2 separate regions of the Sus scrofa genome follow, and region 2 is linked to region 1. The links are chromatin contacts, called in public Hi-C maps. All regions are on one chromosome and are shown on one strand. The core of a region is the stretch at or near the end of the contact, and the rest is flanking DNA. Distances in the headings are between cores, read along the strand shown. Region 1 overlaps LOC102167290 (a long non-coding RNA gene). Region 2 overlaps LOC102167290 (a long non-coding RNA gene).

Evidence for each region. A called contact is a pair of places that touch in the nucleus more often than the background predicts.
Region 2: a contact with region 1 is called in a Hi-C map of omental adipose tissue, with 2.4 times the contacts expected there. The contact joins two enhancer-like sites. A contact is called at or near these places in 6 of 47 Hi-C or Micro-C datasets (alveolar macrophages, embryonic fibroblasts, fetal heart ventricle and 2 more).

The regions. Positions count from the first base shown.
Region 1 is chr1:183,600,511-183,603,849 of Sscrofa11.1, forward strand. All of the region lies in intron 5 of LOC102167290 (a long non-coding RNA gene), which reads right to left. Among named protein-coding and RNA genes, the nearest start is that of BMP4, 180 kb to the left of the region's middle. Within about 2 kb of position 1,926, at least 9 of the 83 cell types and tissues checked have an H3K27ac peak or open chromatin away from gene starts, as enhancers often do. A contact at or near this core is called in omental adipose tissue, where this site is marked.
Region 2 is chr1:183,744,604-183,747,889 of Sscrofa11.1, forward strand. The region is part of intron 3 of LOC102167290 (a long non-coding RNA gene); the gene reads right to left. Among named protein-coding and RNA genes, the nearest start is that of CDKN3, 46 kb to the right of the region's middle. Within about 2 kb of position 1,423, at least 44 of the 83 cell types and tissues checked have an H3K27ac peak or open chromatin away from gene starts, as enhancers often do. A contact at or near this core is called in omental adipose tissue, where this site is marked.

The sequences.
Region 1 (3,339 bases), core at 676-3,175:
GTCACTCTTGTAAGCTTTATTGTAGGACAAAGTAGCACACAGGGAGAACATTTTTGCTTCAAGGCTCCTGACAAGCATTACCTAATCAAGTTTCCTAACAAGCCCCTGGAGTCTAGACTGGCAAAAGGTCATTACCCCCCTAGCAGGTAGGCAAACTAAGACACCCAAAGGTTACCATTTCAATATAAATTCCATGTCATTGGTATTTTGAAGGGACACTGGAAAAAAAAGATGCTGCAAGAAGCTTCTCATTAACTATGAGTGCAAAGCAGAAAAATGCCCAAGTCGAGAGACACAAACATTGGATGAGAACGGAACCAACCGTCATTTGGAAATGATGTTATCAGAACATATGATTTTAGAAATATAGTCTCCACCTAAATAAAAAAAATATCTGCAAGATTTAGATGGCAACTCAGTAATAATTTTAGAGAAAACAAATTTCAGTCTTTATCAGTTTAGGATTTATTTAGGGAGTTGGTTAGAGTCTTTCTTTTTCCTCATTCCTTCCCAATGAAAGGCTAAGCAAGGAAGAAGCTAATGATCACAAAATGTGATCTTCAGCCTTGAGCTCTATTTGGCATGTTCTCCCATTTTAATTTTGTTTTTATTTGCTTTCCTCTTTCTAAAAGTATGAACTGGACCCTGACATTTTTCTGCTTTCTACCAAATTCCAGAACTGTCACATTTTTTCTTTTTAAGTCTATAAACTTCAAGATATTTTCTGTCAAGTTGGCAAAGCTCCAATCAGCTCTTCACCACTGCAATTAAAGTGTTTTTTCCATCTCAACATAACCCAACATGGAGAGAAATTATAAGAGCGCTATATAAATCCACTTTGATAAATTAGTTACCTCAATGAGCTTATCACAAACATGTATACATACTCACAATATTCAGACTATTCTAGGAATTATGAGTCAAAATAACATCAGTGGCCACTATCTAAAGGGAAAGCTGAACTTGGGATGCCCCTTTAAAAACAAGCAATAACCTAGAAAGCAAAAACGGAGGAGGTGTAACAGCAGCAGTCGCTACTGCCTTTTATTTCTCTTAATGCTGTTATAACAAGAAACAAGCTAACCCCAAGATAAAGCCAGACAGTCAAACAATATATTCAGCTTTGAGGAGATGGTACAGCAGGAAATGCTGTGTTACAACGCATTGTTCTTATGTCATCACTATTTCCAGAAAATGCTCAAAGCTCCAACATTTGTTCACTTCATACAGGATTCACTTCTCAGCCGAGGAGGACTTTGGGAACAGCACACTCAGCGCTCAGCAGTTATTTGACCTATTTTACTAATGTGTTTGGGAAGGAGGTTAATTAACAGTGGATGGCTATATCCTTAAGCTTAATTTTTCCAACAGCCCTGCTCATAAAAGGAAAAATTGAGTATGTATTGAAGGAAGCAAGCAATTAAGTTGCACAAATAGTGAGCTCATTGAACTGCAGCTGACTTCTATCATGTCAAAGAACAACTAAACACAGAAGCAATAAAAAGATTGTTGCCACGACCACCACTGAGAACCGAGTGGCAATAAAGATGAATAACTTCCTACTTGAAGATTACTTGATTAAAGCTCTTTAGAAACCAAATGTTACACATAGGCATAAATGGAGCAAAATATTTTAATGTGTGTTTGGCAGGTTCAGAAACATTTTATAGTCAATTTTAAATGAAGGTTTATATAACAACAGTAAACTCCACTTAAAACAGCCTTTCCAATTGCTGTTCTTGCAAGAAAGCTGCAGGATTACTGGGGAAGGCTTGAACCATACTGGGGATAAAAAACCCATGCCTAACAGAGTAAGAAGAGGGCCAGCCAGGAGCGGAATTCCACAAGACTGGGCCCTCTGAAACCAAACCCAAAAGCAGAGCCAGAGAAGCCCATTCAGCTGGCTGTGACCCTTGAAGGCGAGTAAACAGACTCCCTGTAGCAATAACCAGGAAATCTCTCTCCCCAGCAACCTTCTGCTCCCCTGCCCACCTTCCAAAGCTCCAAAAGGTCAGGTTTTAGCCCAAACTGCCCTTTAAGAAAGTGTGCTCACAACAAGAAGGCATCAGAACCAGCTCCCAGGACTATCAGTGTCAGTGAGGTGGGGCAGGCATGATTTGATGAGGAAAATGTGTCTGACAGAGGATTCGCCTCTCAACTTACAAGTGTCTATGGTCATGTCTGGAGAATATCAGCCTCTTTGAGGGCTGGACCCCAGCACTTACCTACTGCCTTTAGAGGGGATACCATGGAGAGTTATAAAAGAGGAGGATTTTGCTGTCAAAGTTGCTTATAAGCCAACATCAAAAATAATAATAATAGGAGTTCCCGTCGTGGCGCAGTGGTTAACGAATCCAACTAGGAACCATGAGGTTGCGGGTTAGGTCCCTGCCCTTGCTCAGTGGGTTGACATCCGGCGTTGCCGTGAGCTGTGGTGTAGGTCCCGCGTTGCTGTGGCTCTGGTGTAGGCCGGTGGCTACAGCTCCGATTGGACCCCTAGCCTGAGAACCTCCATATGCCGTGAGAGTGGCCCAAGAAAATGGCAAAAAGACAATAATAATAATAATAATAATAATAATAATGATAATGATAAGCCACCCTTTGCATTGCTGCCCTCAAGCTCACTACTATGGAAAATTAAAGCCAGTCTATTGCAAATAAACTAGTCTGCCATCGCATTTCTGCTATCCCCATCTCCAAAATGGGAGGGAGGCTTACAGTGTGCTTTTCTTCTGAGCACGTCCACTTGGCTTGGGCTCCAAGGGATCTGAGCCCAGCAAAGAGACTATGGTGAGCAGTTCTCTCCCTTCCTCAGCTCCAGCCCTCTCCTCCCTTATCCAGAAATGGTTGCAGCCATCTCCTATGGGCCCTGTTTCTTCTTTTGGTTCCACATAGCACCCATCAATATACTGGGTATAAGACAGGCGTTTTTGTTTGGGGTTTGTTCCTCTTTCTTTTTTTTTTGCTTTTAGGGCAGCACCTGTGGCATATGGAGGTTCCGAGGCTAGGAGCTACAGTTGCTGGCCTATGCCACAGCCACAGCAACATGGGATCCAAGTCACATCTGTGACCTATACCACAGCTCCCGGCAATGGCGGATCCTTAGCCCACTGAGTGAGGCCAGGAATTGAACCTGCATCCTCATGAATACTAGTAGGGTTCCTAACCCAATGAGCCACAACGGGAACCCCAAAGGAGGTTTTTAATACATCCTTTTGGGTGCAATTAGCAGAAAAGGTTCATATTTATGTCCTCTTTGAAAAGTTATTTTATCTTATCCATTCTTGCTGAAATAATCAAAGAAATCAAAACTAGAAAAGCAATTTTGTGTTACAACTT
Region 2 (3,286 bases), core at 173-2,672, 140 kb after region 1:
GTATTGATTTTGTAAGCATATCCAACTTTACATGTATATAGAGTATAATGATAGAAAGGGTGGAAGTCAACACCAGGGATGCACGTAGACAATGTTGTCCCTTTAAAAGAGGTCTGTACATTTCTCGGTTTGAGAGGCACGAGTCTGGAGCTCTATTCCTGGAATGCTCCCCCTCATGTAAGAAGTAGTAGGGCAGGTCAAACCAATTAAGTGTTCCTAAAAACAGAGCTCACCAAATACCATGGCTGCAGAGTAACAACAACCAAGGGCCAGCCAGCAGCTTAGAGTGGTGCACGGAGAGGAATGACCTCGGGGACACCAAGTTAAAAGCTCGTATTTCACCTCCCCAATGGCGTTCTTTCCTTTCACGCTGCGCCCTCTATCGCAGGCGTGGAGAACATCGCTCCCTGCTCCCAGGGGTGAGCTCTCTCCTCCAGCCTCTGGGCCAGATTGCTGCCAAATGAGCTGTCAGGCATTCCCCTGGGATCGTCAGACATTTGCCCTGAGATCTATAATACAATTTGACCTTCTTTCTGCTGAGGCAAATACACCACCTGTCACCTCTGAAAACTGAGCCTTAGAGTCAAGCACATCTGGAATCAGCCTATAAACGTGGTGCTGAGATTAATGTTGAACAAGAAGAAAGGCTAAGGTATTCCGCCACCGATTTCCACTTACTGACAATTCCCACTCAGCAGCAATGTTCGGCTTCCACATGTGGACACCTGAACACTTCCCCGTTAGCAGCAGTGCACTTAGATTAGCCAAAAACAAGCTTCAGAATATCCTCAAATACATTTTAGCTTCGAGTGAACCCCCTGTGTGGTGTTTCATTATCTGTATCCTCCACAGGCGGAATCAGAAGTGATGAAGGGAGATTCTCAAATGTTCAGCTGCCCAGAGGAGCAAGGCATGCTCACACCGCAGCTTCGGCGCATGTGGAGACGCCCCAGTGTTTGCCTCTTATCACTATGGGCACAGAGAAATGGGGGCCAGAAACTGACATCCTAGAAACTCATCAACGCACAGGAAATGTTCAAAGCTGCCATTTTCCCCCAGAAAGGTTACACTTTCAAGAAACCAAGAGGAGAAAGAGAAGCATGAAAGGATCTTGCCTTGAAGCTAAGTGAAGTACACCTACATTTGATGAAAGGATAAGTAATGCCATATAAAATCATGATCTCCCTATTAACATCTGGAAATGAGCCTGGTATGTCTTGAGTATTGAGTTCAAAATGTGGATCATCCATAACCCTAGTTATCCAACCACCATGTTGGCCCTGATTCCAGAGGTGAAACGCCCTGATGAGAACAAGGAAGGCTGCTTCACATTCAATGAGAATGCGTTTCATTTTGCACCTCAGCCTAACTTGGTAGGCTCCACATCTGCGCATGCGCAGGCGAGGCGCCTCTCAGTCACAGCTCCTGTGGTGTGCTGTGTGCCAGGATTTAGCGGCACAATGTGATCCTATCGTAAACATCCTGGCCCTCCTCACTTTACCTCTGAAACCAATTTCTGTGACTACCGCTGCTTTCTCTGCAGCTTTATCGGCCTCTTCTCCCCTTCCGACCGTGGATCTGATCTCCTGCCACACATTCCTGTGTTTAGACTGCCTGGCTGAGGGCATTTCCCCTCGCCGCTTAACGAACAGGTTTCCGTAGTCTTTGGATTTGTTTTTTGTTTGTTTCTGACACAAGGCTGAGTGCACAGCTTTCGGGGAAGTTTCGAGTTGTTTCAGGGAGTTCCTGGTTTTGGCAGGGAATTAAGCTTCCTGTGTTTCTCGAGGTGAGTGCCCCCAAAGTTAACGTATGATCGGCTGAATCACAAACAACTCTGCCTCCCTTGAGAAACTGGCCTTCAAAGACGATTTTATTGTGTGCCTGTATATTTGATAAGCGTGATCAAGGAAGAAACTAGAAGTCCTGCAAATCTTTTTCATGTCATTTTTCATGCCCTTGCCTCAACTTCATTCCATCAGAAGTCCTCTGTTAGATAGCGCTTACCAATGTCCTCTTTTTGCAAACAACGATTAGGACTTTAACCTGTAACTGAATATAAGACAGTAATCAATAATCCTATTGTAATGTTTCTCCATTTTCATCTTTCTCCCTGGGTTTTCCACTCACATGTGGAATTTAAATACATGAACAAATATTCCTACACACCTCCCAAAGCCAGCTTTCCTTTATCATCTTCCTCCAAGAGGTGGAACACTATATCCTGTAAACAAGGTTGGTAAGGGCATATCTGAGCCAACCTTTTCTTTGGCTGCCTTTCAAAAAAGTTGTTTAAAACAAGATATGTTCTTGAACTGGAAAAAGGAATTACACATGATAACCTTAGAAAGCAGCTACTTGCTTTGCCCAGCTAATATTACTGCACAAACGAAGGCACTGAGCACTCTCTTCAGTTACAGGACAGAGGCATGTCACCAAAATGACTACATCAAGGCAAAACTAATTTCACTGGGACATGACCATATCAAAATGTTATGCTGAGTATGACTATAAAGTTGGTATAATTAACAAACACTTAATGAGTATACAGATAATTATGAAAAGGATAGTATTCTATGAAACAACAAGTGATTCAAGGTATTGGCCCTTAGCCTCACAAACTGATTTCTAACAATAGCACCTGCTCCAGCCATCACCTTTACAGTTTTTTTAATTAAGTTGAAATGCATAATTTTGTTGCATTTGCAGTCCTTTTTTTGTTTTGTTTTGTTTTTTGTTGGTTTTTTTTTTTTTTTTTTTTTTTTTTTTTGGTCTTTTTGCTATTTCTTTGGGCTGCTCCCACGGCATATGGAGGTTCCCGGGCTAGGGGTCGAATCGGAGCTGTAGTCACCAGCCTATGCCAGAGACACAGCAACGCTGGATCCGAGCCACGTCTGCAACCCACACCACAGCTCACAGCAACGCCAGATCGTTAACGCACTGAGCAAGGGCAGGGACCGAACCCGCAACCTCATGGTTCCTAGTCGGATTCGTTAACCACTGCGCCACGACGGGAACTCCTGCAGTCCTTTTTTAAATTGAAGTATATTTGATTTACAATATTGTGTTCGTTTCAGATGCATAGTATAGTGATTCAGTATTTTTGCAGATTTATACTCCATTCTTCTCTAGTCTTAATGAACTGTCCTGAGTCACTCACACCATTCCTCCACTCTCCAAACAATGACCATCTTTGTAAGAGGGTAGCCTGTGCCATTGAAACACATTTTTCTCTAGGCACAGCTACCTAGAACCATTAACCACTGACACCCTAACACCAGATTTAGCT